Regions from separate parts of the Mus musculus genome. Here regions 2, 3, 4, 5, 6 and 7 are each linked to region 1. The links are chromatin contacts, called in public HiChIP or PLAC-seq, Micro-C and capture Hi-C maps. All regions are on one chromosome and are shown on one strand. The core of a region is the stretch at or near the end of the contact, and the rest is flanking DNA. Distances in the headings are between cores, read along the strand shown. Region 1 holds the start of Hcn4 (hyperpolarization-activated, cyclic nucleotide-gated K+ 4). Region 2 holds the start of Loxl1 (lysyl oxidase-like 1). Region 3 has its middle 17 kb from the start of Loxl1. Region 4 has its middle 15 kb from the start of Gm39345. Region 5 holds the start of Tbc1d21 (TBC1 domain family, member 21). Region 6 holds the start of Insyn1 (inhibitory synaptic factor 1). Region 7 overlaps Cd276 (CD276 antigen).

Region 1 (3,356 bases), core at 412-2,911:
AGAGGCACAAGGGCTGCCTGGTGTCATTGATGTTCAGATTAATGGGGACTCACTCAATAAGAACCAGAAGTGGAGACATGACCAATATTTGGGTTAGTCAGGAAAAGATGCCTTGTGTGTAGTGCCTTCCTGCAGCTGGGTCACTGCAGGGTGGTTTCTGGTGATCAGAGAAATTGTAGCAAGGGAGGTCTTCATCCACCACCAGGCAGACAGGGCTCTCAGGCAGTTAAGAGCACTCCTCAAGGAGACCCAAGGACACTGAGAGATCGTGCCTCCCAGCATCTGTGCAGGGAACTGTCAGCTCAGAACTGCTCAAAAGTAGAAATGCCAGCTCCGGGTGATGTCATCACCCTAGACATCCCCACCCCCCATGCGAAGTTCTGTGGTCCAGTGGATAGAGCAGAAAAGGCCCACCACCCAAACCCTGCTGCCTTCCAAATCCCTACTCGGGATGTGTGTGTGGACACAAGCGGGCTAAGATTTCAAATGTAAACTTCATGCTATTCCTCAGAGTAGAGGACCCCTTTGCCTTCCTGCCCACGGGTCTGTTTCTCTACTGACACAGACTCCAACCTTCTCTGGCCAGTTCTCCCTCTGAACCGCCCCTTCACCTTTTTGTGAGCTAATGTTGGGTGTTGGGCTGTACTAAAGTGTGGATACCTAAGCTATACCTTAGGCTTGGGATTTGCCCTTAAATCGAGAATGTAATACAGGGAGCGAGAAGACGCCCAGGTGCATTAAGAGAGGGATCAAATGGGGGCTGGGGCGGTTAAAGAGTGTGTCTGGGTGGAGATGGAAGCCTCTAACGCTGGTGCACACAGATGTCTCGACTGAATGGAAGCACAAGGCGAGGGAGTCAAAGCCTTCCCCAGAGTGTCAGGTCGCCAGAGGAGCCTGCCCATAGCCTTCTGGAAGCAGCCCGTTGGTCTTGGGAACCCCACATCGAATTGCTCCGGGAAAGGCGCTGGGGAGTGGGTGGTGGGAAGTCCGGCGCTGGGATCCCGCATCTGTGACTGCTACTGTCGGCGCATTTCTTCGAAGTCTTACCTCGCAGAAGTGGGTCCACCCGCGCGCCCAGTGAGCGCCTGGAGAGTTTCCCGCAAGCCCTCCTCGCCGCGCCGGGGAAGACCCACGCGGGATTCGCCCCCCGCCCCTGGCTCAGGAAAACCCTGGGAGCCGCCCGGACTCGAAGCGTTTTCCGGAAACCCCCTCTCCAGGCGAGTTGCGGGAAAGCAGCCGCTCCGCAGCCTTACGACCGGCACGCCTCCCCGGAGGAGGGTCGGAGACCCTAGCGTGGAGACAGCGGGCTAGGCAAGGAAAGCCCGAAGCTCGCGGGAGAGACTGGGAAACCCCGCCCCCAAATCTTGAGCCCCAGCGGGAGCTCTCAGTCCGTGGCCAGCAGGAATCATTACGCGCACAGGAGTAAGGACACCTCCTACCTCAGTCCCTAAGGTCTGGCGAGGTTCCGCCCTGCGCCCCTCGCGGGGCCCGGCCCCCTCCGCCCCCCTCTATGTCTGGGCTGGGACGCCGCTGCCCCTTTAAGAAGCCCAGGTAGGCAGGCCGGGCTGCAGAAGCCGCTCCTATGGCAACCCGCGAGCTGCGGCGGCTTCATGAATATTCCGGGGCGCGGGAGCCCGAGCGCTGCCGGAGGGCGCTCCGGGAGAGGCGGAGGCTGATGTAAGCCCGGCGGGCCGCTGGGCTCCGCTCCGCTGCGGCGGGAGTCCCCAGGACTCGGCCGGCTGGGCTCAGCTAGAGGAGGCAAAGCGAGAACCCGGGTGACCAGCTGCAAAGCCCGGGCGGTCACACGCGCTGACAGCCCCAGACACCCGCCGGACGCACTCCCGGGAACCGCGCGGGCAGTGCGCTCTGCGCTCGGGAGCGGTTCCCGGAGCGCGGTGGCCGCAGCGCCGCCGCTGCCCGCGCCCATTGTTCCCCGCGGGGGCGGGGCGCCTGGAGCCGGGCCGCGCGCCGCGCCCCTGATCGCAGGAGGGAGGGAAAAGAGGGAGGGAGCGTGGGGTCCCCGCGCCCAAGCCGGGCCCGGGAGGAGGTGCAGCGCGGCGAACCCGGGGACCTGCAGCCGGACTAGGAGCCTCCCCTCGGCGCGCAGCCCGCGCGATCATGGGCTCGTGAGGCAGCGAAGGACGCGTCCTCACTGGCAGGCGCACCTGGAGCGGGTCCCCCGTGCCGCACCCGCACCGCTGCCCCCGGCCCAATCCCTGGCACCATGGACAAGCTGCCGCCGTCCATGCGCAAGCGGCTCTACAGCCTTCCGCAGCAGGTGGGGGCCAAGGCGTGGATCATGGACGAGGAAGAGGATGGTGAGGAAGAAGGGGCCGGGGGCCGCCAGGACCCCAGCCGAAGGAGCATCCGGCTGCGGCCGCTGCCCTCGCCCTCTCCCTCGGTGGCTGCGGGCTGCTCGGAGTCCCGGGGTGCGGCCCTCGGGGCGACAGAGAGCGAGGGGCCGGGCCGCAGCGCCGGCAAGTCCAGCACCAACGGTGACTGCAGGCGCTTCCGCGGGAGTCTGGCCTCGCTGGGCAGCCGGGGCGGCGGCAGTGGTGGAGCAGGGGGCGGCAGCAGTCTCGGGCACCTGCATGACTCCGCGGAGGAACGGCGGCTCATCGCCGCTGAGGGCGATGCGTCCCCCGGCGAGGACAGGACGCCCCCGGGCCTGGCGACCGAACCCGAGCGCCCGGCCACCGCGGCACAACCCGCAGCCTCGCCGCCGCCCCAGCAGCCGCCGCAGCCGGCCTCTGCCTCCTGCGAGCAGCCCTCGGCGGACACCGCTATCAAAGTGGAGGGAGGCGCGGCCGCCAGCGACCAGATCCTCCCCGAGGCCGAGGTGCGCCTGGGCCAGAGCGGCTTCATGCAGCGCCAGTTCGGTGCCATGCTGCAACCTGGGGTCAACAAATTCTCCCTAAGGATGTTCGGCAGCCAGAAAGCGGTGGAGCGCGAGCAGGAGAGGGTTAAGTCAGCAGGGTTTTGGATTATCCACCCCTACAGTGACTTCAGGTAAGAGGCCAGGTTGGGGATGCCAGTGGATGCCTTGTGTAGTTGCAGGCTCTCTTCCCAGTCCAGCCTCCCAGCCCGAGTTAACTTTACTTCCTTGCGCTGGGAGCTCCAAGAGAAGTGGGATGCCTGGAGCGTCCCAGAAACCCCCGGACCTCCTGCAGTACACTGGGAACTTCCTCAGTCTTCAGGCTCCTGTTTTCTCTCCTCCAGGGTCTGGGCCACTTTGGAGGCAAGCTCAAAGGTGTTCTGAGTTTGGCCTAGCCATGCTTGCAGCCAGGGTAGAGCACTGCTTGTCCAAGCCACGCACCTCCCCCTTAGAGGCTGCAGAGTCAAGGTGGCCGTCCTAG
Region 2 (3,356 bases), core at 218-2,717, 510 kb before region 1:
CCGTTCCGCTCCCCACCCTGGGAGGGCGCATCAGAGCTTCGCACGGGCAAGTAAGGTGGCTCCAGCACGCGGAATGGGGGCTGTGGCTCCACCGCACGCGGAGGGACGTAGGCCTCCGGTGGCACATTGGCTGCATAGGGCGGGTACCAGCCGAGGCGAGGATCGCCAGCGCCACCGTAGGTGCCACCGGCCCCCGCGGGGGCCTGCGACACGTCGGTGCTGGGATCAGGGTAGGCCTGCTCGAATCCCGGGGTGCCTTCATTGTACAGGCTGTGCGAGTAACGACGGTCAAGGCCGTCGGAAGGTTGGGGCTGAGGCTGCGGCTGGGGCTGGGGCTGGGGTTGGGGCTGGGGCACATAGGGCCTCTCTGGGGCTGGGTAAAAGCCCTGGGCCGGGTACTCGGGCTGCTCCTCGCCTCCTCCACCTCCGTAGTCCTCGTAACGCGCCCGGGGCTGGAAGGGATAGATGACCCCAGCCGAGGCTACAGCCGCTGCCCCCGCGCCCATGCCGCCGCCCGCACCACGGTAGTACACGTAGCCCTGTTCGTAGGTCCGTGACGCGGGATCGTAGTTCTCATACTGGTTTACGAAGGGCGCCTGCGGATAGGGGAACTGCTGCGGGTAGGAGGATGGCTGGCGATAGGTGGTGGCGAAGGCCGAGGCCGAAACCGAGGAGGAGGCGGAGCCCCCGTGCCGTTGCTGGGAGACGGAGGTGCGGGCCCGAGCCATGCCGGTACTGTCCCCGACGGCCACCTCTCTCCAGTTGTCGGGCACCTGGCCGAAGCCGAACGGGTGCCGCGTTTGGCCGCGCACAGTGTCCGAACCCACGCGTCCGGGCAGGGGCAGGGACGGCGCCTGCCGACGCCGGGGTCCCCCCTGACTGCGCCGCTGCGACGTTTGGGGCGCGCCTGCCAGTAGAACCCTGGAGCTAGTCTCCCCTCGTTGGGGCCCCGCGGGCACGTACTCAGAGCCCGAGTTGAGCAAGCTGTACACCTGCCCGTTGTTCTCCCACTGGATCAGCTGCCGCCAGCGTCCTGGGTCCGAGCCCTGTCCTGGCTGCGCTTGCTGCCCGTGCACCAGGACGCACAGGCAGGCACTCCACACCAGGGTCCTCAGCTGGCTGCCGGCTCCGGCCAGAGCCATAGTGGCCCTTCTGCAGAGGCCGGGTGGGCAGAGAGTGGGCCTCGGTGCGTGCTTCTCTTCCCACGGCCTCGAGGACAGGATGGCTCTTCGCCTGCCCAAGCTCTAGCTTTGTCCATCCTGGCCTTGTCCCGAGCGGGACGGCTCCTCCGATGACAGCATTTCGAGGCCAAGGGGTCAGGGCAGGGCAGGGGCGGTGCCCAGGGCTGCACGAGGCTTTCCGTAGGGCACGGGACGGGCAGGACCTCCTGGGGCCCTTACATGGCCAGCCCCACACTGGCTGGCTGCTCGCTAGGCTGGCGCTTTCCCACTCTGAATGAATAAGCAACAGGCTGAAAGTGTCTGGAGGTTTCAGAAACCTGGTCCGCCTGCTGGGGCCTCCTCCGCGGGGCCCTACGGCCCGCCGGGTTTTAGCTATGTGGCCTGTCCCACAGATCAGTGCTCCCTTAGTCCTGTAGCTTCCAGCCAAGCCACAGACCTGCCTGGGAGGAAGGGAATGAGGTAGGGCGGAGGAGGGGGCCCCTGGGGACTCAGGCCTGGTAAGTGGGGTTTCTGGCAAACATAGCAGGATTAAGATGTGGGCACTACCCTGCTGGTTCCACTCAGTCCTGGACACAGGTTTTTTTTTTTTTTAATTCCACTTTCTTCGTTGACTTCACCTCTTCCTAGGGTTCTTGGGGTGCCTTCTCCCTTCTCCAAAGCTAGTGCTAAGAGACATCCTGGTTGGTGAGACTCCCTGGGGAGATGCCCACCTCTGGCTGGGGCCACCCTGTAATTCTGCATCCTGAAGACATTGGGCGTTTGGTCCTGAGTACAAAGACACTGAACCTTCAGCTCTTCTACCAGGTCTCAGTCTACAGGCTTGGGAACTAGGATAGGTATGTCTCTCTGCTGAAGGGGACTTGGGAGCTCAGGGCAGATGCTGACATCACGTACCCCCCACCCCCTCCAGTGGCTTCTGCCCTGTGCTTCCTGAGTTGATAGCCAGAAATAATCGGAGTCTAAACATGAATAAGAAGAACCCAGCCGGTGGCAGCCTTGGATATGAGATATGCCATTGTGAGGCAAGGGGAACCTTTAACATAAAGCAGAGAGAGGGAGGCCTTGGGAGAGCCGTGGCCTGGGAATCGCATGCTCCTTCCCAACTCTGAGTTAGTGGACACATTGATCACTGGGGGATTATTCCACAGAACTCCATCTGTTCTGGCCGATTCTCTGTTCCCTCCGGGGATGTCAGGGCTAAGAAGAAAGGTAAATTTTAACTTTTACTTGGTACCTAAGAGGTTACCCTCTAAATGCTGTTCTCCAGGCTTCCCCTAGGCTGTCTTCTGTTTGGCCTTGGGAGCTGGAGGGCAAAGATTACCCCCTGAGACTTATAAACAAGACAGGAAGGATCTGTCCTCAATGCTGGATGACTCTGTTTTGTAAACTCCTGGGCCCCGTTTAAGGAGGAAACAGCCAGAATGATGCTCTTTGGGAACCAGGACCCCTCTGCCCTCCATCCTTACCAGGAAGCATCTATCAACCCACCAAACTGTGGGTTTCAGGACTGATACTTCACATATGTGTCTTGGGACACTGGATATCTTCCCCCCCCCCCCCCCCGAGACAGGGTTTCTCTGTAGCCCTGGCTGTCCTGGAACTCACTTTGTAGACCAGGCTGGCCTTGAACTCAGAAATCCACCTGCCTCTGCCTCCCAAGTGCTAGGATTAAAGGCATGCGCCACCACACCTGGCTGACACTAGATATCTTAATCTAGCCAGAAAATTGGGGGCTTGCAATAGCACTCTTGCCCGTGATATCGTAGATCCAGTGTAATGTCTGGATTCCTACAATAGTGACTGATTAGGCTGAAGACTAGCAAGTCTTGGTTCAATTGAAGCCTGGGACCTGGAGGGTTAAGCCTTCCCTCCCTCCTGCTCCCCCCCCCCCCCAGTGTTGGCCTCAGCTGCTTAGAATCCCTGGGGTCCCGTAGGTCTTTCCAGCTAGCCAGATGGGCAGCAGAGGAGAAGTGGAAACAGGCCTTAGGGTACCTTGGGCTTGGAGGGGAAGGAAGGAAGAATTGAGGGAGGATATGGGATGGGTTTGAGGTGGGAAGGGGGTTAACAGGAGCCCCTCTGGCTGGCAGGATGGGGTAGGGGGACAGGGATCAAGCACCACTGCTGCCTCAGGGTCTTGGGGTGGGGAGATCAGGGCACAGGCCATGGTTTTCAGCG
Region 3 (3,356 bases), core at 571-3,070, 490 kb before region 1:
GTGCCCAGTGTCCCAAATTGCCAGGCTGTTCCCTTCCCCAGGTACAGTCCCTCTAGAATCATGCCCCACTCTTTCAGGGAAGGAGGAAGATGGTATCTGGAAGGAACCTGTTTCTGGGATGGTCTGGAGTGGTCATGAGTGGAGCATGTCTTCAGCCAGGGCTATAGTGATGTATCAGCCACGTGGGTCCCACTCTCAGACTCCCCAGTCAGCTCCTTCAAAATACAGAGCCCATTCCCCAAAGGGATTGCCAGATGATGTGCTACCATCTGGCCTCTTACCTCAGGGACAGTCATTATGCCAGCATCTCACCTATTACTCATGACACAGTTCTGTCTCAGAAACTGGCACCATGACTCTATACTAAAGAACAATGGTAGATGCATTCCAGTACAGGCCTTGCATATCTTGCAGAATCTTGGCAGTCCTGGCATGGGTGGGCTTTGAGGTTTCAAAAGCTCACACACAGGCCAATGTGTCCCCTCCCTCCCTCCCTCCCTCCCTCCCCCTTCTTTCTCTCTCTCTCTCTCTCTCTCTCTTTCTCTGCCTTCACATCACAGCTCTCAGGTATCGCTCCAGCATGCCTGCTGTCACGTTCCCTGCCATGATGATAATGAACTGAACCTCTGAAAGTGTAAGGCAGCCCCAATTAAACATTTTCCTCTAAAAGAGTTGCCATTGTCATGGTGTCTCTTCATAGCAATAGAACAGTGACTAAGGCAGTGCCTGTGACACTGGTAGGAAATCAACAGGAGACTTGGGGGTTGAAAGGGGACTGTCACAGTAGTTTAAGGTGACAGCAGAGTTGGGGGGTGCAGCCACAATGTCAGATGTCATCAGGACCCCCATCACTCAGCAAGAAAGACCAGGAAAACTGAGCACATCCTGTCAGCTTCTGGATTTTGTTTCTTGCTGCCTTTCTTTACTCATCCACAGACAGACCACTGGCCGTTTCCAAGTAACTTCTAAGTCCTGCCAAGGAAAAGAAGTGCCTCTTCATGATCACCTTCTGGTCAAGCCTGGGCTAGGTGCACAGGTGCAGGTGAGCAGCACAGCTCAGGCAGCAGCCTCAACTGAGAGCAAGAGGGAAGCCCCACAGAGAAGCCAGGTTAGCTAGTCACGACTGGTGCTCCCAGCAGAACTCTATCAGTGACACTTTGGTCTTCTGCAGAGATGTGACACTGTCCACCCTACCTGTCACTCACCTCCCAGGGTGTCACGGCACCTGCACGGCCTGGGACAAAGCTCTACCCTTCTTCTTGTGTGAAGCCCATGGCCAAGACCATGACCTTAATCATATCCTCACTTCCGGTAGAACAGCTGTGTGACTGTTATTTTACACTCATGGCAACTACATGTTTCCTGATCATTGCAGATGAAGCCACAGTTAGGAAGCCAATGGTGGGCAGTGAGGGCGCCATCCCTCTGTCTGTCCAGCTCCTTGCTCACGCTTCATCAGGACTGACAGTCTGGCCAGGCGTTGGCTTTTCTGGAAGAAGTAAAAAGGTGCCCCGCTCAGGGCACAACTCCGTTTGGGGATTTGCAGCCAGAGATGCTTCCAGAAGTGCATGCCACACTGCCCAGTATGCCACCCAGAAGTCTCAGGAGTCGAGAGCTGTAAGTGGATCTTAATCCTGGCAACTTTAGCAGCAGAACGTTGCCAGGTTCTCGTCTCTTCTCTCTTCACAACTTACCTCCTTTCTGCTTTCATTTCCTACCCTAGTTGCAGTCTTAGTTCTTTCTCCCCAAGGCTGATGCAGGCTGCAGGCAACACTGTCGTCAGCAGAGGACGCCAAAGCCTTTTTACACACCAGAGCCCAAGCCTGGCTCAGGGCTGAAGAGTAGGAGCCAGGCAAAGGCTCTGTGTTTCAGGCAGCCACACTAGGGCTCTCTGTGTGCTGCATGAGGGTCTGCCTCCATGCTTTTAGGCTTCTGTCATCCAGTGGGGGTGGTACACTTGCACACAAAGCCAGCCAATGTGCATGTATTCATGCACATGTGCGTGGTTTCCTTTGTCCTTTTGCACTTGTTTGTGTCTCTGTAAGTCCACCTAGATTGTCAGTGGCCTCATTTGTATCCATCCTGGCATGCTCAGGTATGATGAGTCCGTGTGCTGTTTTGTGTGTCTGGATGTACCTGGGCCTCTGAATCTGTGAATATCTGGGAATGCTTGTATGTGAGTTGGCATGGTGGGTGTTTGTATGTTGCATGTTCCAACTACCTATCTCTGATGCTTGGCTTCATATGTGTGTGGGTGGTAGGGAGAGAGTAGCAGTGAGGGGGTGGTAATCTGGTTCCCCAGGAAGCACATATGACAGCTACATAGTGTCAAAGAGGAAAGTCAGGGACAGATAGTATGTGTAGACCTGATCGCCAATCTCACTGAGGCCACCTTAGCCAGCCTAATTCTAGATTCTAAGCAATTGTGGGGCAGGCAAGAATGGCTTTCCATAAAGGCAAGGGAACAAACAACTGCTCATCCCTGCCCAAGGCTCGGCTAGAAGCTCTGTATCTATTATCGTGATCGACCATCCTAACAACCTTATGAACCCCACCATGCAGATGAAGACAATAAAACTCAGGGAAACCTGAGAGCTTGCCTAAGGTTGACCAGCTAGGACATAGAAAAGCCAAAACTCAAACTCTAGTCTCTGGTTCCAAAGTCCATGCGGGTTTCCCACTCTGGAAAGCTGCCCTTTCAAGATGTGCTTTCTCCACCCCAGCAAAGATGGCCTGAGTTCAGCTCAGAGCATTCCAGAAGCAGCAGCTGCTTGTGGCTAGAATGACTGAACTGAGAAATTAATGTTGATGGACAGTTCCTCGGAGTGAAAGAATAAGGGACTATATTTAGCTGTTTGCTGCGGGCTAGTTAGCTGGTAGGGAGAGAGGGGAACAGAGAGAGAGAGAGAGAGAGGGAGAGAGAGAGAGAGAAAGAGAGACAAGAGAGAGAGACAGAGACAGAGACAGAGAGAGATAAAAAGGAGGAGATAGATAGATAGATAGATAGATAGATAGATAGATAGATAGATAGGCAGGCAGGCAGATAGGCAGGCAGGCAGACAGACAGACAGACAGGAGAAGGGAAGAGAGAGGGAATGAGACCCAGTTGTCTGCTGCCTGGCTCAGTGGTTGAGGCCCTAGCTCCCAGAGTTCTGTCTGCTGCCAGCTCTGCCTGGAACAACAATAATGGTCTGGGACTTTTGATGAGGGACATACCTGCTCATGTCACCAGGCTAGTGAGACAGGTGAGCCTCTTCCAGGTCTGAAGTTCTCTTCTCTACATGGCTGACATTGGTGTGTGATGGGCCCTGTGCTGTGACCCTGTAGGCTAACACAGCCGGAACACAAGGAACAAT
Region 4 (3,356 bases), core at 301-2,800, 450 kb after region 1:
TAACAGCATGTGAACCCACCATCTGGGATTTAAATGTATAGTTTATTTTTATTTTATGTTAATTGGTATTTTGCTTCTATGTATATCTGTTGGGTCCCCTAAAACTTGAGTTACAGACAAGAGCTGCCATGTGGGTGCTGGGAATTGAACCTAGGTCCCTTGGAAGAACAACAGCACTCTTTTTGTTTGTTTGTTTGGTTGGTTGGTCTTTCGAGACAGGGTTTCTCTGTATAGCCCTGGCTGTCCTAGAACTCACTCTGTAGACCAGGGTGGCCTCGAACTCAGAAATCTGCCTGCCTCTGCCTCCCAAGTGCTGGGATTAAAGGCATGTACCACCACTCCTCGAGCGACCAGCACTCTTAACTACTGAGCCATCCCTCCAGACCCTTATTCTCTCTCTCTCTCTCTCTCTCTCTCTCTCTCTCTCTCTCTCTCTCTCTCTCTCAGCAAAATCAGCCTCTAAGTTCTTGTTACATGACTATTCAATCAGGTATGGAGGAAATTTGAGAGAGAAATAAAAATACTGATACTTGTATAGATTTATTTTTTTTATTTTTGCTTTTCTAGCGATTTATTTCTTTTTCAACTTTTACAGAAGAATGGCTTTATTAGAGTGGGAAATTAAAGATCAGATGTTGCAGAACGCAAAGTTCAAGAAGCCTGTCTGTCGAAATCTCAACATGTCACAAACACAAGGACTCTGCGCGCTCAGCACCAGCATCTCAACAGACAACAGCCAGAACATCAACCCCCGTGGCAACATTGTTCAGGCCCCAGGGTAACAGAGCTCTCCAACCTTTGGCCCTGTGTCTCCCGAAGCAGAAGCCAATGCAGATGTGTCTGGATGTCACACAGGTTCCTGGGTTGCCTCTCTGCCAACACCAGAGGCAGAAGCCACTTCAGATTTCAGGAAGGGTTTGAGTGGCAGAGGCACTTAGGTAAGAAAAAGACAAATTAATTAACTTGTCAAATCCTGTTGCACAGATAGTGAGACTGCGGTGGTTTCTTCCGTAGTGCAACCCCATTTCCCAGTAGGGCCTCCTGACCATCTCATATTGGTCTTTCTGCTCCACTGCAGGAGGGGCTCACACATTAGCGTGGTATTGGCAGCTACTTATGGTGGCCAAGAACTTTCAGCCACAGTATCGCTTCCGTCTGTCTGTAGTGGGTAGCTAAGCTCCGGGCGGACTGCACTACCACCGCCTGCTTTCCTTGGATCCGGAGATGAAATACACACACACACACACACACACACACACACGAGATTATTTTTAATATGTTTCTTAGCTCAATGGCCAGATAATTCTAAGCCTCCTGCGGCTAACGTATCCTTACCTTCACTCCCAGCTCAACACCTCTAATTCTTCCATCGGCTTAGCTGCTCAGTTACCTTTAGCCCTAGCTCAACACCTTTAAATCTGCCCTCAGTTTAGTTGCGTTTCTAATCTCCCATCTGCTACCCCAGGCCCAGTCGGGGAAGCGGCCAATGGCGACACTATCAGAAATCTCACGTGACTAGTGGCTCTCTCTCCCTCCAAAGCATGGCAAATCCTCTTTCGTCCTCCTGTGTCTCTTAGCCTTCCTATGGGAACCTAGAAGTCCTGCCTCTTTCGTCCAGCCATTGGCCACTAAAGTGTTTATTAATCGATCAAGAACCAATTGGGGTCAGGACCTTCAGCATTCACACGCAAATTCCCGGTCAAAACCTCAGAACCACCTCCTACATCCATCGACCTTTGGATTTATTTCATATGAGGTCAGCTCTCTCTGTTACTACAAGATTCCTCATATTATCCAATATGTAATTGTCATTTAAAAGGTAGACATTTCTCCATTGAAATTAAAATAATGTGCAGTGTTTTCTGAATTGGTGATGATTTCTTTTAAAAAATGTTATTTGTATGTGTCTATGTGCATGCGCTATGGAGGCCAAAAGAGGGCGTCAGACTCCCTGGGGTTAGAGTTACAGCAGCTGTGAGTGTTCCAAAGTGATACTGGAAACTGAGTTTGGGCCTTCTGGCCGAGCAAGGAGCACTCCCAGCTCCCGAGACATCTTTCCAGACCTCGGTGACTATATCCTCTCAGCAACGTCACTAAAATATCCGACTAAGTTAAGCAGAATTTACAATTCAATTTCCAAATTTAAAGATTGTTTTACAATTTTGATGGCAATTCCTCGTATTACTAAAGCATTCTCTAGATCAAAAATAATTTTTAAAATTATCTTAAAATTACAGTGACTCAAAAAGGATGGACCAATTTCATATCACTGCCAAGAGAATATAAGTTGTGCAAAAATCTTGATTGTAACAACATAATTAGTAATTTTGCAATAAGGAAAGCAACAAAGTTAAATTCCATGAAAATATGTTACAAAGTGTGTGTGTGTGTGTGTGTGTGTGTGTGTGTGTGTGTATGGTGATGGTGGTGGTGGTGGTGGTGGTGGTGGTGTTAATTGAGCCAAGGGTATTCTGGGTAAGCACTCTATCAGAGAACTATATTCCAACCATAACTACACATGTCTCATGGTGGCATGTGCCTATAATCCGAGCACTTAGGAGACTAAGGTAAGAAGACTGCAGGCCAGCACCATCCTCAGCCCAGTCTTGGGCTATGTGGAACAGTCAACTCAGTGGAAGAGTGTATGCTTAGCACGCATAAGGACCTGGCTCAATCCCTAGAGCCATGGAAATAAAAAAGAAATAAAGGATCTTGTAGTACAAGCAATTGAAGTTTATCCCTGACTAGCTTACAAATAAATGAGGCTCAGACTATATTTTATTTGGCTTTGACAATTACTAGGGGTAAATCCCTAATCTAGTCTTCTAACTGCAGGCCTGGCTGCCTCCCCAGTGCTGTACCCCAGGTACTTGCTGTTTCTCCTGACTGTGTGCTCATCGTCCATCTCCCCCTGGCTTCCTCCTCTCCTCTCCTTTCTTCTCCCTTGTCTCTCTCCTCCAACCAGGTCACCCCAAACCCACCTACCTCTAATCCCTCCAGTAATTGGCTGTAGTCAGTTTTATCTAACCAATAGTATTACACTAAGAAACAAGGACTAGCCAGGCGTGGTGGTGCATGCCTTTAATCCCAGCACTCGGGAGGCAGAGGCAGGCGGATTTCTGAGTTTGAGGCCAGCCTGGTCTATAAAGTGAGTTCCAGGACAGCCAGGGCTATACAGAGAAACCCTGTCTCGATAAACCACCAAAAATAAATAAATTAATTAATTAAATAAATGAAAGAAAGAAAGAAAGAAAGAAAGAAAGAAAGAAAGAAAGAAAGAAAGAAAGGACTGCCCAACAGAAGCTTGTAAACAAAAGAAGTCACTCCTAGGCCTATACCTTCATGCTAGAATTTAG
Region 5 (3,356 bases), core at 617-3,116, 450 kb before region 1:
CTCTCTTAATACCTGAATGTGTAGACACGGGACTCTAAATGAAAAATGTATTGAAATCACTGGAGGGTCTTCTGGTTCTGAAAGTTTGGGGAAACAGCCTACAGAGACGAGTTCCTAACAGTTTCCTGGATGGCTGAGGCTGGAGTGAGGAGCCAGGGGTCAGGAAGTAGGGAAACATTTGACTTTAAAAGCCACAGTGAGCCATTGACTACAGGCAGGTCAGTTTCCCTATCTGCAGGTCAGGTGGGCTACGAGCTCCCTTTGTTTGTCAGTGGTGTGTGTGTGTGTGTGTGTGTGTGTGTGATATGCGTGTGTGCACATATTATGAGTACACATGAAGGCCTGAGATTGATGCTGGGAATCACCTTTGATTGCCTGCTTGACCTTACTCAATGAGGCAAGGTCTCTCAACCAAACTTAGAGCTCACTGATATGGCTAAATTCCCCTAGTCAGTTTGCCCCTGGCATCCTCTTATCTCTGCCTTCTGGGACTGGGATTATAGGGGAATGACCATACCCACCCAACATTTCACATGGGTTCTGGGATTCAAACTCTGTCGTCATGTTTACAAGAAAAGAACTTCAGTGCTGAGCCATCTCCCTAGACCGAACATCCCTCTTTAATAACTCACACACGCTTTATCTGCTGGATCAACCCTGAGAAACGGGGCACTAGGAGTTACAGGTAACTTTGAGAAGTAAGGTCTCCTTGATGCTGGCAATCAGCTCCACGTTTGGGCCTTCACGAATCGATGAGGAGGACTGGTCAGCCTGCTTGCCTGAGTCTGGAGAGCAGCTGACTGGATTTGAAGTCTCCAAGATCTATTTCTCACTCATCAAATGATAATAGCCTGATCACATCCCATCTCAAAGGGCTGGGATGAGAAGGAGTGACTATAAACAAAGCATTTACAATACCATCTGTACACATCGACTGCTGTGTGGCAGCTTATTCATTATTATTAGTATTAGCCTTCTCTAAATTTGGAGAATGGGAGAAATATAGAAAAAAAATCCAAAGCTTGGTGATCATCTGCAATAAACGTGTAACGTTTAAACCCCAAGTGCTCGTTTTGCATTTCTATATATCGCCCTATTAATCACATGACAAATGGGTCTTGAGATTTGTTAAGGTCATTGTAATTAGTTATGATTTTGAAAAATAGTGCGTGGAAAATTTTCATGACTCAGGTGGACCGGAATAGTTTATTAACTGGGCTTGGGACCTAGTAACAGAAGCACTACTGCCACCTGGTGGCAACATACCAGAATTGTTGGCAAAAGCACCAAAGAAAAACAGTGAGAGGCTGCAACTCTAAAACTCAAAAAATTTAGAATGACACAGTTGGGGAGGAAGCCATACTGAGTTCTAAGTCCTGCCCCCCCCGCCAATAAGGTAAAAAGGGATGTAGATGTCTAACCTGTGGCTGCTGTTGAAGGTAAGCGGCCCTTGCTCTCCGTTCCATGGCCAGCCTTCCCATTCAGCAGGGACAAAGAGTCCCGCTATAAACCGGACTATGGGAGGCAGGCACTTGGGACTGATGAAGAACATGTCAGGTGTGGTGGCATAAGCTTATAATCTCAGCACTCAGAAAGCTGAGGCAAAAGGATCACAAGTTCAAGGCCAGCCTGGGCAGCACAGAGACACCTTCTCTCAAATCAAATCAAAGAACATACCAGAATGAAGGTGGCTGATCGCCTGGCAGAGAGGCTGTTTTCTGGAGAAAGGGTAGTCATGTTCCCCTCTTGTTGCCTTGGGAGTGGCCTGTGTCCAGCTCTTCCCTAGTGATCAGGGAACCAGGGAAAGGGGACTTCCTTTTAAGAGATGAACTGGACCTCTCTTGATTCCCTACATTTGAACAAATCCAGCTAGATGTGTGTCACAAGGCCCTGGAACTGCCATCACAATGACCTTGGAACACACACAGAAGCCAAGGAAGTAAATCTACAGACCACCCCCCTCTCCAGATTACAGTGTACACAGGCTATGTGTCAGAGGTTGAGTTAATGGATCCAGTGGGCTGGCTAGCTGGGGCGGACTTCCTGGAGGAGGTGAGCTACAACTTCCTATTTCTGGCTGTTGTTTTACCAGACCAGTACCAGAGCTCATAATACTACAGTTAGAGCCTCAGGTTTAGGGATGATTTTCCAAAACACCAAATCAGTATATCTGATCTGGAGACCAAGAGTAGGTTTATGTAAGACTACATAGGAGGCCACAATTTAGCATTTGAATAGTGGTTCCTGGTGTGTGTGTGTGTGTGTGTGAGATTCTCTACCTTATTTTTGAAACAGGGTTTCTCACTCAACCTGGCTAGACTGGTTGGTCAAGGATCCACCTGTTTCTGTCCCCAGCACTGAGGCTACAGATGTGTACATCTGTATGCATGGCTTTTTACAGGGTGACTGGAGATCCACACTCAGGTAGTCATGTTTGCATGGCAAACACTTTGTCCACTGAGCCAACTCCCCAACCCTCTGCTTTAGTTACCTATATACCCAGAGCAAGGTCTTGGGCAAACTAAGACAGTAGATTTGAGCACCAACTGGATGAATAACTTAATGAAATAACTGAAGCTGCAGGGTGTAGGGGTGCACGCCTTTAATGCCAGGACTCAGGGGGCAGAGACAGCAGATCTCTGTGAGTTCAAGGCCAGCCTGGTTTACAGAGTGAGTTCTAGAACAGTCAAGGCTAAATAGTGAGACCCTGTCTTGAAGAAAACAGACAAGTAGAGTAACTGCCATCCTCTCCCACCCCTTTCTGTACCTTGTACCTGTCTCTCTCCCTCCTACCCTGATTTCCATTACACCAGGGTCAATGTCAGATTATTTTGTGCTCAGTCTTCTAGTGCCCCGCCCCCAGCTTCCTGATGTCTGGTAGGTGTTGCTGTTAAACAGACCTGAGAAAGCGGCGACTCTTGGCTCCAGAGTCACGGTCTCTACCTCCAGCCTTACGTGCCTTTCCACTCAGGTCTGTCCTGGCTGGAAAGCATCTTTAGTCATTACACAAACCAAACTGCAGTCAGGAGCTCCAAGGTGGAACTTGGAGTCTGACCTCAAATCTGAAATCTACCAATCCCCCGGACTCCCCAGCCATGAAATCAGAACACAGCCAATCTCTGCCTTCGTAACTTTATTAACTGAGCTGTCCATATGGAAGTCTTGCGTAGACACAGTTCACGGTTTCATTGTCTGATAGTGTTCTGCTGGCTGGAGGCACTGCAGAAATCTCTGACAGCCCGGTAGCACCTGTCTTTTGCCTCCCTCTGTTTCCCCATCCAAATACGGGAAGATACTGAGAGCCTTTGCGCCTTGGCCTGCTGTCCCAGTCTCGGCAGAGCTGGAGGGGTGGGCAG
Region 6 (3,356 bases), core at 412-2,911, 330 kb before region 1:
TTGGTTTGGTTTGTTTTCCAAAACAGGGTTTCTCTGTGTAACAGCCCTGACTCTGGCAGACCAGGCTGGTCTCGAGCTCACAGAGATCCACTTGTCTGCCTCCCAAGTGCTGCGATTAAAGGTGTACTCCACCACCACCAGGTCTAAATTCCAAGCTTCTGTCCACAGCCTCCTGTTTCCTGATCTGGTTTTTCTCTGTTCCACTTCATACAGTCTTCCCAGTGGCACCAACAGGGCCACTTAGACTGAAACTTGCCCTCCCCCACATTTGCTCCTGAGTGGTTCCTTCCCCCTATCTTCCTTCCCTCTAGGAAGCAGATTCCTCCCTTCCCCAGGGCAAGGTCACCGGTCACCGGGACTCCCACTGAATCTTCTGTTAAGATTCAGCTCAAGGGTTGAATTCCTGGGAAGAACTTGGGGGAGTGGGGGTGGCCTGTGCTTCCTCCTAGTTACCCCATACCTGCCAAGTTAGCAACGCTCCTAGAACTACATGCACCACCCTTCAGTTTACTCAAGAATGTCCTCATGGGGAAATTTCCTCGATATTTCCTCCTCAACAGGGCCTGAAAGAAAAGGAAGGAAGGAAGGAAGGAAGGAAGGAAGGAAGGAAGGAGGGAGGGAGGGAGGGAGGGAGGGAGGGAGAGAGAGAGAGAGAGAGAGAGAGAGAGAGAGAGAGAGAGAGAGAACAAAAATATGTTGAAAACTTAGGTGAAGAACTAGGGGAACAGAACCTTCAGAAACAGCCCAGCACCCACTCTGCCCTCCCTCTCGGCCAGAGCGTGGCACACAATAGGTGTTCAGTAAAGGTTGGCTGGATTCTATTTACTGAACTGACACAAGATTTGGGACAGTTTGAGGTATGATGGCAGAGGAGGGTAACAGCCAGAAGGGGAACCCCGGGACGCACCACCGTGAGGGGAGGAGGGTCAAGGGATTGTGTAAAAAGGAGGTGAAGGAACTTGGAGTCAAGTCTGGGCCTCTGTGCGCCCAGGGCAGCGGGCAGTGGCCGGGCTAGTTCTCCTCCAGGTCCGCTGGCGCCCAGTCCAACCCGCTCCCTAGGGTGGTGAGACCCCCCGGCTCGCGCGCTCGGTTCTGGGCGCTGGGAGGCGTGTGTGTCGCTTTAAAAGCTCCCTCCCGGCGCGCGGGGCCGGCCCCTTCACTGCCAGCGCCGAGGCGAGCGGAGCCGCGCGAGCCCGGCGGCCTTTGAGGGAGCCTGCGCCCGGCCGGGCGGCCAGTCCGGCGGGGCGCGGCGGCGCTCGGGGTAAGCGGGCCAGGCCCGCGGAGCCGGGTGGGCAGGGCAGGGCAGGGCAGGGCGAGGGCGAAGCAGCCGGGGAGAAAGGCCCGAGCAGCCCCGGTGCCTCGTTTGCCCCATCGGCAGCTACCCGGCGCCCCGGGCCGCGAGGCGCGGAGCCGTGAGCGAGCGCGCTGGAGGCGGTGGAGCCGAGCGGAGGCTGCGCGCCCGGTGTGCCTGGCCGGGCCCGGCGCGCCTCCTCCATCGCCTCCCTGGCGTCTCGCTCGCCCCCTTCTGCTTTCCTTTGCTTCCTCGGCTGAGCCCCGCCGTGCTGAGGCCCCCCCGACCTCGTGCACTCATCTCCGCTGTGCTCGACACCGGGTCCCCCTGGCCACGGCTGCTTCCCCTCCCCCGAGACGCGAAGGAATCCGGACTTTCCCCACCGTTGATGGAGCCGACTGCCGGGCTGGACTGAGCGGTTTCTGCGGCCGCTCCAGACGTCGCCCGGGCCGGAGCACGGACATTCTGGGTCCCGGCTGAGTACACCCCGGACACCTAGCAGTGCCAGCTCGGGAAGGGCAGAGCAAGGCAAAGGCAGGACAGACCCCGGAGGGGCTCAGACCTGCCCATCTAGAATGGACAGAGAGAATCGCGAACCCTGTGGAGCCCGGGGAATGCCGGGCGTGGGCTGAGGGGATCCCGGCGCCCTCCCCAGCCCTCCGACTTTGGCTTAGTCGCCTGGACCGGACCGGTGTCACCTCGGCTCGGGTCACCTGTGGCCTCGGGGCCTCCGAGCTCGCCGGACCCTCGCGACCGGGAGCCTGGCGAGCGTGGTGAGGAGATTTTTGGGGATTTTTTTTTTTTGCCCCCTTCCCCGGAGCGCGGAGGCCCCGCCCCCTCCCACCGCCCAGATGTCTCCGGTCACCGCTCGGAAGACCTTCCTGAGGCCAGGAGCCGAAGGGTCCAGAGAGAGAAGCCCGCCCTAGGGAGCCTTGGGGGCCCCCCAACCTCGTCTTGTGGCTCGGCCCCGACACTGCTTAGAGGAAAGGCCACTGCCCCCACCCTTGGTGAGTAGGGGAGTCCAGCTTCGGAGGGTTCGGAGGGAAGGCGGGGTTGGGGGAGAAAGGGTCCTCTGGGAAGGAGGGCACCCTGTGGGCATTGAAAGAAGGTTGGAGAGCTGGAGAGGCCCTGTGCTAAACCAGTCTGGCCAAGCTTGGTTGGTGGCTGGGGGCGGGGGGTGCACCACGGCTAGAGTGCTCCAGAGGAGGCTAAGGGCTCATTCCTCTAAAACAGGGGCTCCTCCACTCTTCTGTTGAAGAAGGGTGTTGAAAACTATCTGCCTCCACCACCCCTCCCCACTAAATAAATAAATAAATAAATAAATAAATAAATCTCCAGCTAGGAAGGAGGGTGCAGGCAGAGAGAAGAGGGAGGCAGCAGCAGCAGGCTGGTGCAGCAGCCTGGGAGGGCTGACGCCAGGCTCGCTCTTTCTGCAGGGGGCTGCCCTCCTCCAATCCAGTTCCCTCTCCAGTGCTGTTCACATCTGGAGCCCCCTCCACATCTGGAAGATCCTGATCACCGTCCCTGTGCTGGTTCAGCTGCATCTAGAGACCTCTGCCTTTGTAACTGCCTAGGAGTTGCGAGGGGATTGCTGCCTTCCCCCATCCCAAGGGCATCTCTTACCCTTAGTCCTTGCAGAATCATCCCCCTGCCTCCGCATCCAGATTCGGGCAAAGATCAGCTCTGTACACCATAGGCACTTCAAGTCCTGGAAGCTGTTCTTGGGCCCTAAGGCCCCTCCCCTTGCCCTCCTGTGTCCTCACCTTGACCCCCCTCCCACCCTGTCAGACTCTGTCTCCCTCTGGGTGCTCCATCCCCCACCCAGAGGCGAGTAGGTGGAGTGGCAGGCTGCAGGGGCTGGGTGAGGGCCGCCCAAGGCCAGGGTAGGCTGGGGGGCCGTTAAAATGTGGAGCTCTGCCCGGCCGAGGGGGGCTCCGTGGAGGCAGACGAAGCGTGTGCCCCGCTGGGGCGAGTATGGGCAGGCTTGCGGCCACGTGGTGAAGGATGAACATTCGGGGTGCCCCGGACCTCGGGCAGCCCAGTGACGACCCCAACAGTGGTGGAG
Region 7 (3,356 bases), core at 393-2,892, 290 kb before region 1:
GCCACTCAACATCACTAACTCCCTTCAGGTGGAGGGAGACCAGGCAGAGGACTGAGCACTGAAATCCCAGAATGCTGTACAAGGCAGAGCTGCCCGCAGCCAAATGCAGGCCAAGGGCTCCAAGGTAAGCCAGCTCTGCTCTAATGGAAACAGGAGGCCAGCCGGTGGGGAGGAGAGAAACTGGGCTAAGAGGCCAATGCTAGATTCAGATCCTGGCTCCTCTGCTCGCTGCAGAATGCCGCAAAAGGATCCAAAGGCTCCTCAGATGGAGTTTAGAGAAGCTGGGAACCCGCCAAACTTCAGGCAAACCACTGCCTTTAGCACTTGTCAGTTTTCAAAGTGGGGCCCGGCCCCCAAATCCTTTGGAGCCACTGTGCTGGTCTGTGGTCTTGGGAGAGAGTCCCTTTTCCCTGAGCCTCCATCTCGTCTGAATTGTGCTTGACGACAACAGCCCAAATGAAATCCCTTTCAGTCAATGCTATCTACTGAGGTAATGTTCTCTGAAGCAGGGCAACTGTTCTTTCCACATACAAACCCTTGCTTCACAGCAAGCATACTACAGACATCCCAGCCCACTTGGTACAGGTTGATCATGAGTCCTCTGTCCTTCCTGATAACCTCCACACATCTGTCCATCTTACATCTCACTCCAGACTCCTTGGTCTTTCTTATAAAAACAAAAACAACAACAACAACAAAAAAAAAAACAGACCTGTTGTTGTTGTTGTTGTTGTTTTTTAAAAAAGAATGTTCATGCGTGTGTGTGTGTGTGTGTGTGTGTGTGCACGCACACGTGCGTGTGTTCACACATGTGTGTGAGGGTATCCACAGAGGCCAGCAAAGAGCATCTGATCCCTTGGAGTTGGAATTATAGATGTTTGCAAGCCACGTGATATATGTGTGCTTGGATGTAAACTCTGTGGTCTTCAATGATAGAGCATCAAGGCTTTTTAGTCACTAAGGCATCTCTCCAACCCAGTGAAACACGGCTTTCCTACGATGTTCTCTGTAAGATCAAGGTGGTACCTCAGAATATGAGAGAGCTGAGGAAGGGACTCCCTTAGAGGCTGCATAGACTGGCTCTCTACAGCGAAGGTAGGTTCAGTCTTGGGGAGGTCTAGGTGACACCTTAAAAAAGCAAGAGTTAGGAATAAGACTTACTCCTGGGAGATAAGCATGAATGCTGGCCACTGGCTGAGTTCATCAGGAGAGAAACCCACACAAGGTCCAGCACGCTCAGCAGGAGAGGTGAGCCGCAATGAGCCTAAGGTCTACACAGACACTGGCAACCCTTGGAAGTAGAAAGCTGGGTGGGCTGAGGGTGCCAGGCAGAAGTTATGGGATGAGAAAAGATAAGGACCAGTGACAGACACCCTGATCTCAGAGACAGAGAGGACCCTGGGAAAGCTCACACAGCCCAGAGGGAGGCACTGGGAAGCTAGACCCAGCACACAGATCTACTAAAGGACTGAACAGAGACATGTCAAGGCCAAACACAGAGAGTGACTGTCCACCTTGGCATGAAGGTGAGCCTGAACCCTCTTTAGATCCCCAAGCACTGAAGGTGCCTACTTGAACTAGTGCTGACCTGGAAACCAGAGATTTAAGAGACTCCTCCAGTGTGAGTCTCAATCTAGCATTTGACCACATGAGGGCAGTAGAGACAACTCTGACTAGTGCAATGGTAGCACTCTAGTCTGCAGGGAGAAGTGCTTTCCTTCTTGGCCCAGTTGAGTGAGATGCACCTTCAAGGCTCCTGGGGTTTCACAGTTGGACAATAGACTTTTTTTTTCCACACCAAAGACGTGCCCATTGGAAAACACATCCTCACTCAGCAGGTCTCTGAGCAAGCCTGTGTCTGCCCCAGAATCCCACCTACCCTCTAGATTCCAGGAAAGTACTTTGTGGTCCAAGTAAGAGGCACAAGTACCATGGAAAGCAAATGTGACAAAAGATTTATCAGCTCAAGAAAACAAGTCCCTTAAAGACTCCTCACTGGGGAGGCTTTGGAATATCTGAAATCTATATGACCACCAGTACTTTTACATTGATATTCCAGTTAGGGCCTAGAGGAGAGGTAGCTGCTCCCTCAGCTCTTCCTCAGCTCACAGGCTCCCCTTACCTGTGATGGTGACTGAGCCGTGAGCATCTTGCTGCAACACCGGGTTGCGTACCAGGCAGCTGTAGGTGCCGTTAGCACCCAGCACCACCCTCAGCACGCTGTGAACATCGAACAAGCCCCGCTCGTTGGCCATCTGGGATGTGGTCACATTGCCAGTCAAGGGCACTCCCTGTCCATCCTTCCAGAACACCTCGGCCTCCGGATAGCCCTGGTAGCTAGAGCACGTGATGGTCACCATGTTCCCTGGACGTAGGTCCTTGTTGGGCTCCAGGGTCATGCTGGGCTTCGAGTAGGGGGCTGGAGGGTGGCAGAGGGCAGAGAGCGATGACAGTCAGCACAGGGGAATCCAATGGAGGAAGGACACAAGAGGCTGAGGGTCAGGAGCCAGCTCTGGGGCTTTCTTTGATGGTGGTATGAGCAGTGGGACAGGGGACGGGCTGCATGCAGGGGACAAGGAGTGGGGAATGCTCCCGCCTGTGACTCAGCTGCCACCTGCAGGCTGGCAGCAGCATTGCGAAAGTTCCGGATGCCCACAAAGCAGGGGAAGCTGCCCTCATCAGCTACATCCATGCACGGAACCCTCAAGAACACACTGCCCTGTGCCAGCGGGGAAGAATGCTGTGCTGCTGGGATAGGCCTGCCCTGGACCCAGCCCCCAGGGAAGCTGCACACCAACTATTTGGTGTCTGAGTTGCCAGATGAGATTAAAATGGGCCAGGCTGAAGCCAGGCTCGAGGGTGGGGGTGGGGTGGGGTTAGAGGGGGAGAGCAGCATAGGGTGGTGTCACTGCCCATCAGGGATACCCCAGGGTCTTCAGACCTGGACCTCCATGCCTCCTGAGTCAGAATCACAGAGACCAAGCATTAAGGAGGAATAGGACCTCTGCAGCCGTTCCACAGCCTCTTCCTCCATCAAAACCCAGGACTTCTTCCCTCTCATTCTCTCGAGACAGATTGAGTCTCATATCTGATTTTTCATAGCAGGCTGCTCTTGACTGACAAGAGCCATCTCTGGGATCCAGACTTGGGGTGATAGGATCATCGAGAGTCCCGCAAGAGCAAACCCCTTCCCCGCAGAACTCCTTTCCCTCTCCTGTGCGTGACCTGCTGACCCAGATGCAGCTCCATCCTTCCAGGAGGTCTCTACGGCCTTGGAGTCTGGGGAGTCAAGAAGGCCTTCGATCAGTGGCTCCTCGCTACCTGGAGAGCCCTCCCCCACCATCCTATCACAATCA

What was found. Hi-C and Micro-C count contacts between places; a contact is called where the count stands out from the background. HiChIP or PLAC-seq counts read pairs in DNA pulled down with a chosen protein or histone mark. Capture Hi-C pulls out chosen DNA fragments and counts their contacts.
Region 2: a contact with region 1 is called in a Micro-C map of embryonic stem cells, with 2.9 times the contacts expected there. The contact joins the promoter of Loxl1 here to the promoter of Hcn4 in region 1. A contact is called at or near these places in 1 of 39 promoter capture datasets (embryonic stem cells), 1 of 484 Hi-C or Micro-C datasets (embryonic stem cells) and 7 of 115 datasets of contacts at active chromatin or transcription factors (SST interneurons, embryonic forebrain, embryonic midbrain and 3 more).
Region 3: a contact with region 1 is called in an H3K4me3 HiChIP or PLAC-seq map of forebrain, with 5 times the contacts expected there. The contact joins the enhancer-like site here to the promoter of Hcn4 in region 1. A contact is called at or near these places in 2 of 39 promoter capture datasets (cranial neural crest and stem cell-derived epiblast-like cells) and 7 of 115 datasets of contacts at active chromatin or transcription factors (SST interneurons, astrocytes, embryonic forebrain and 4 more).
Region 4: an H3K27ac HiChIP or PLAC-seq map of embryonic stem cells shows a contact between it and region 1, with 4 times the contacts expected there. The contact joins the enhancer-like site here to the promoter of Hcn4 in region 1. A contact is called at or near these places in 4 of 39 promoter capture datasets (cranial neural crest and embryonic stem cells), 1 of 15 datasets of contacts at CTCF or cohesin (embryonic stem cells), 13 of 115 datasets of contacts at active chromatin or transcription factors (astrocytes, craniofacial prominence, embryonic hindbrain and 3 more) and 1 of 9 other capture datasets (embryonic stem cells).
Region 5: a contact with region 1 is called in a capture Hi-C map of embryonic stem cells, with 2.6 times the contacts expected there. The contact joins the promoter of Tbc1d21 here to the promoter of Hcn4 in region 1. A contact is called at or near these places in 2 of 39 promoter capture datasets (HPC-7-derived erythroid cells and trophoblast stem cells), 1 of 115 datasets of contacts at active chromatin or transcription factors (embryonic stem cells) and 2 of 9 other capture datasets (embryonic stem cells and liver).
Region 6: a contact with region 1 is called in a Micro-C map of embryonic stem cells, with 3 times the contacts expected there. The contact joins the promoter of Insyn1 here to the promoter of Hcn4 in region 1. A contact is called at or near these places in 2 of 39 promoter capture datasets (both in embryonic stem cells), 7 of 484 Hi-C or Micro-C datasets (bone marrow-derived macrophages and embryonic stem cells), 3 of 115 datasets of contacts at active chromatin or transcription factors (cardiomyocytes, embryonic hindbrain and embryonic stem cells) and 2 of 9 other capture datasets (liver and macrophages).
Region 7: an H3K4me3 HiChIP or PLAC-seq map of forebrain shows a contact between it and region 1, with 4 times the contacts expected there. The contact joins the enhancer-like site here to the promoter of Hcn4 in region 1. A contact is called at or near these places in 10 of 39 promoter capture datasets (the HPC-7 cell line, cranial neural crest, embryonic stem cells and 5 more), 11 of 484 Hi-C or Micro-C datasets (the N1E-115 cell line, cortical neurons, embryonic limb bud and 7 more), 13 of 115 datasets of contacts at active chromatin or transcription factors (astrocytes, craniofacial prominence, embryonic forebrain and 8 more) and 7 of 9 other capture datasets (adipose tissue, embryonic stem cells, embryonic tail and 4 more).

Annotation. Positions count from the first base shown.
Region 1 is chr9:58,821,288-58,824,643 of GRCm38.p6, forward strand. It overlaps Hcn4 (hyperpolarization-activated, cyclic nucleotide-gated K+ 4), which reads left to right and starts at 1,662. Exons shown (of 8, transcript NM_001081192.3): 1 at 1,662-3,009. The coding sequence starts at 2,225. It also overlaps a transcript of Rec114 not described here.
Region 2 is chr9:58,311,745-58,315,100 of GRCm38.p6, forward strand. It overlaps Loxl1 (lysyl oxidase-like 1), which reads right to left and starts at 1,468. Exons shown (of 7, transcript NM_010729.3): 1 at 1-1,468. The coding sequence starts at 1,142.
Region 3 is chr9:58,328,676-58,332,031 of GRCm38.p6, forward strand. No RefSeq gene overlaps it. Among named protein-coding and RNA genes, the nearest start is that of Loxl1, 17 kb to the left of the region's middle. Within about 2 kb of position 1,821, at least 22 of the 459 cell types and tissues checked have an H3K27ac peak or open chromatin away from gene starts, as enhancers often do. A contact at or near this core is called in forebrain, where this site is marked.
Region 4 is chr9:59,273,676-59,277,031 of GRCm38.p6, forward strand. No RefSeq gene overlaps it. Among named protein-coding and RNA genes, the nearest start is that of Gm39345, 15 kb to the left of the region's middle. Within about 2 kb of position 1,551, at least 3 of the 459 cell types and tissues checked have an H3K27ac peak or open chromatin away from gene starts, as enhancers often do. A contact at or near this core is called in embryonic stem cells, where this site is marked.
Region 5 is chr9:58,368,589-58,371,944 of GRCm38.p6, forward strand. Tbc1d21 (TBC1 domain family, member 21) reads right to left here and starts at 1,867. Exons shown (of 11, transcript NM_028854.4): 1 at 1,678-1,867. The coding sequence starts at 1,737. It overlaps 1700072B07Rik (RIKEN cDNA 1700072B07 gene), which reads left to right and starts at 1,916. Exons shown (of 3, transcript NR_040727.1): 1 at 1,916-2,052.
Region 6 is chr9:58,486,942-58,490,297 of GRCm38.p6, forward strand. Insyn1 (inhibitory synaptic factor 1) reads left to right here and starts at 1,662. Exons shown (of 3, transcript NM_176921.4): 1 at 1,662-2,298; 2 at 2,728-3,356. The coding sequence starts at 3,296.
Region 7 is chr9:58,533,334-58,536,689 of GRCm38.p6, forward strand. It overlaps Cd276 (CD276 antigen), which reads right to left. Exons shown (of 8, transcript NM_133983.4): 4 at 2,123-2,419. It overlaps Gm51678 (a long non-coding RNA gene), which reads left to right. Exons shown (of 2, transcript XR_003948170.1): 2 at 1-682. Among named protein-coding and RNA genes, the nearest start is that of Gm51678, 8.7 kb to the left of the region's middle. Within about 2 kb of position 1,643, at least 18 of the 459 cell types and tissues checked have an H3K27ac peak or open chromatin away from gene starts, as enhancers often do. A contact at or near this core is called in palatal mesenchyme, where this site is marked.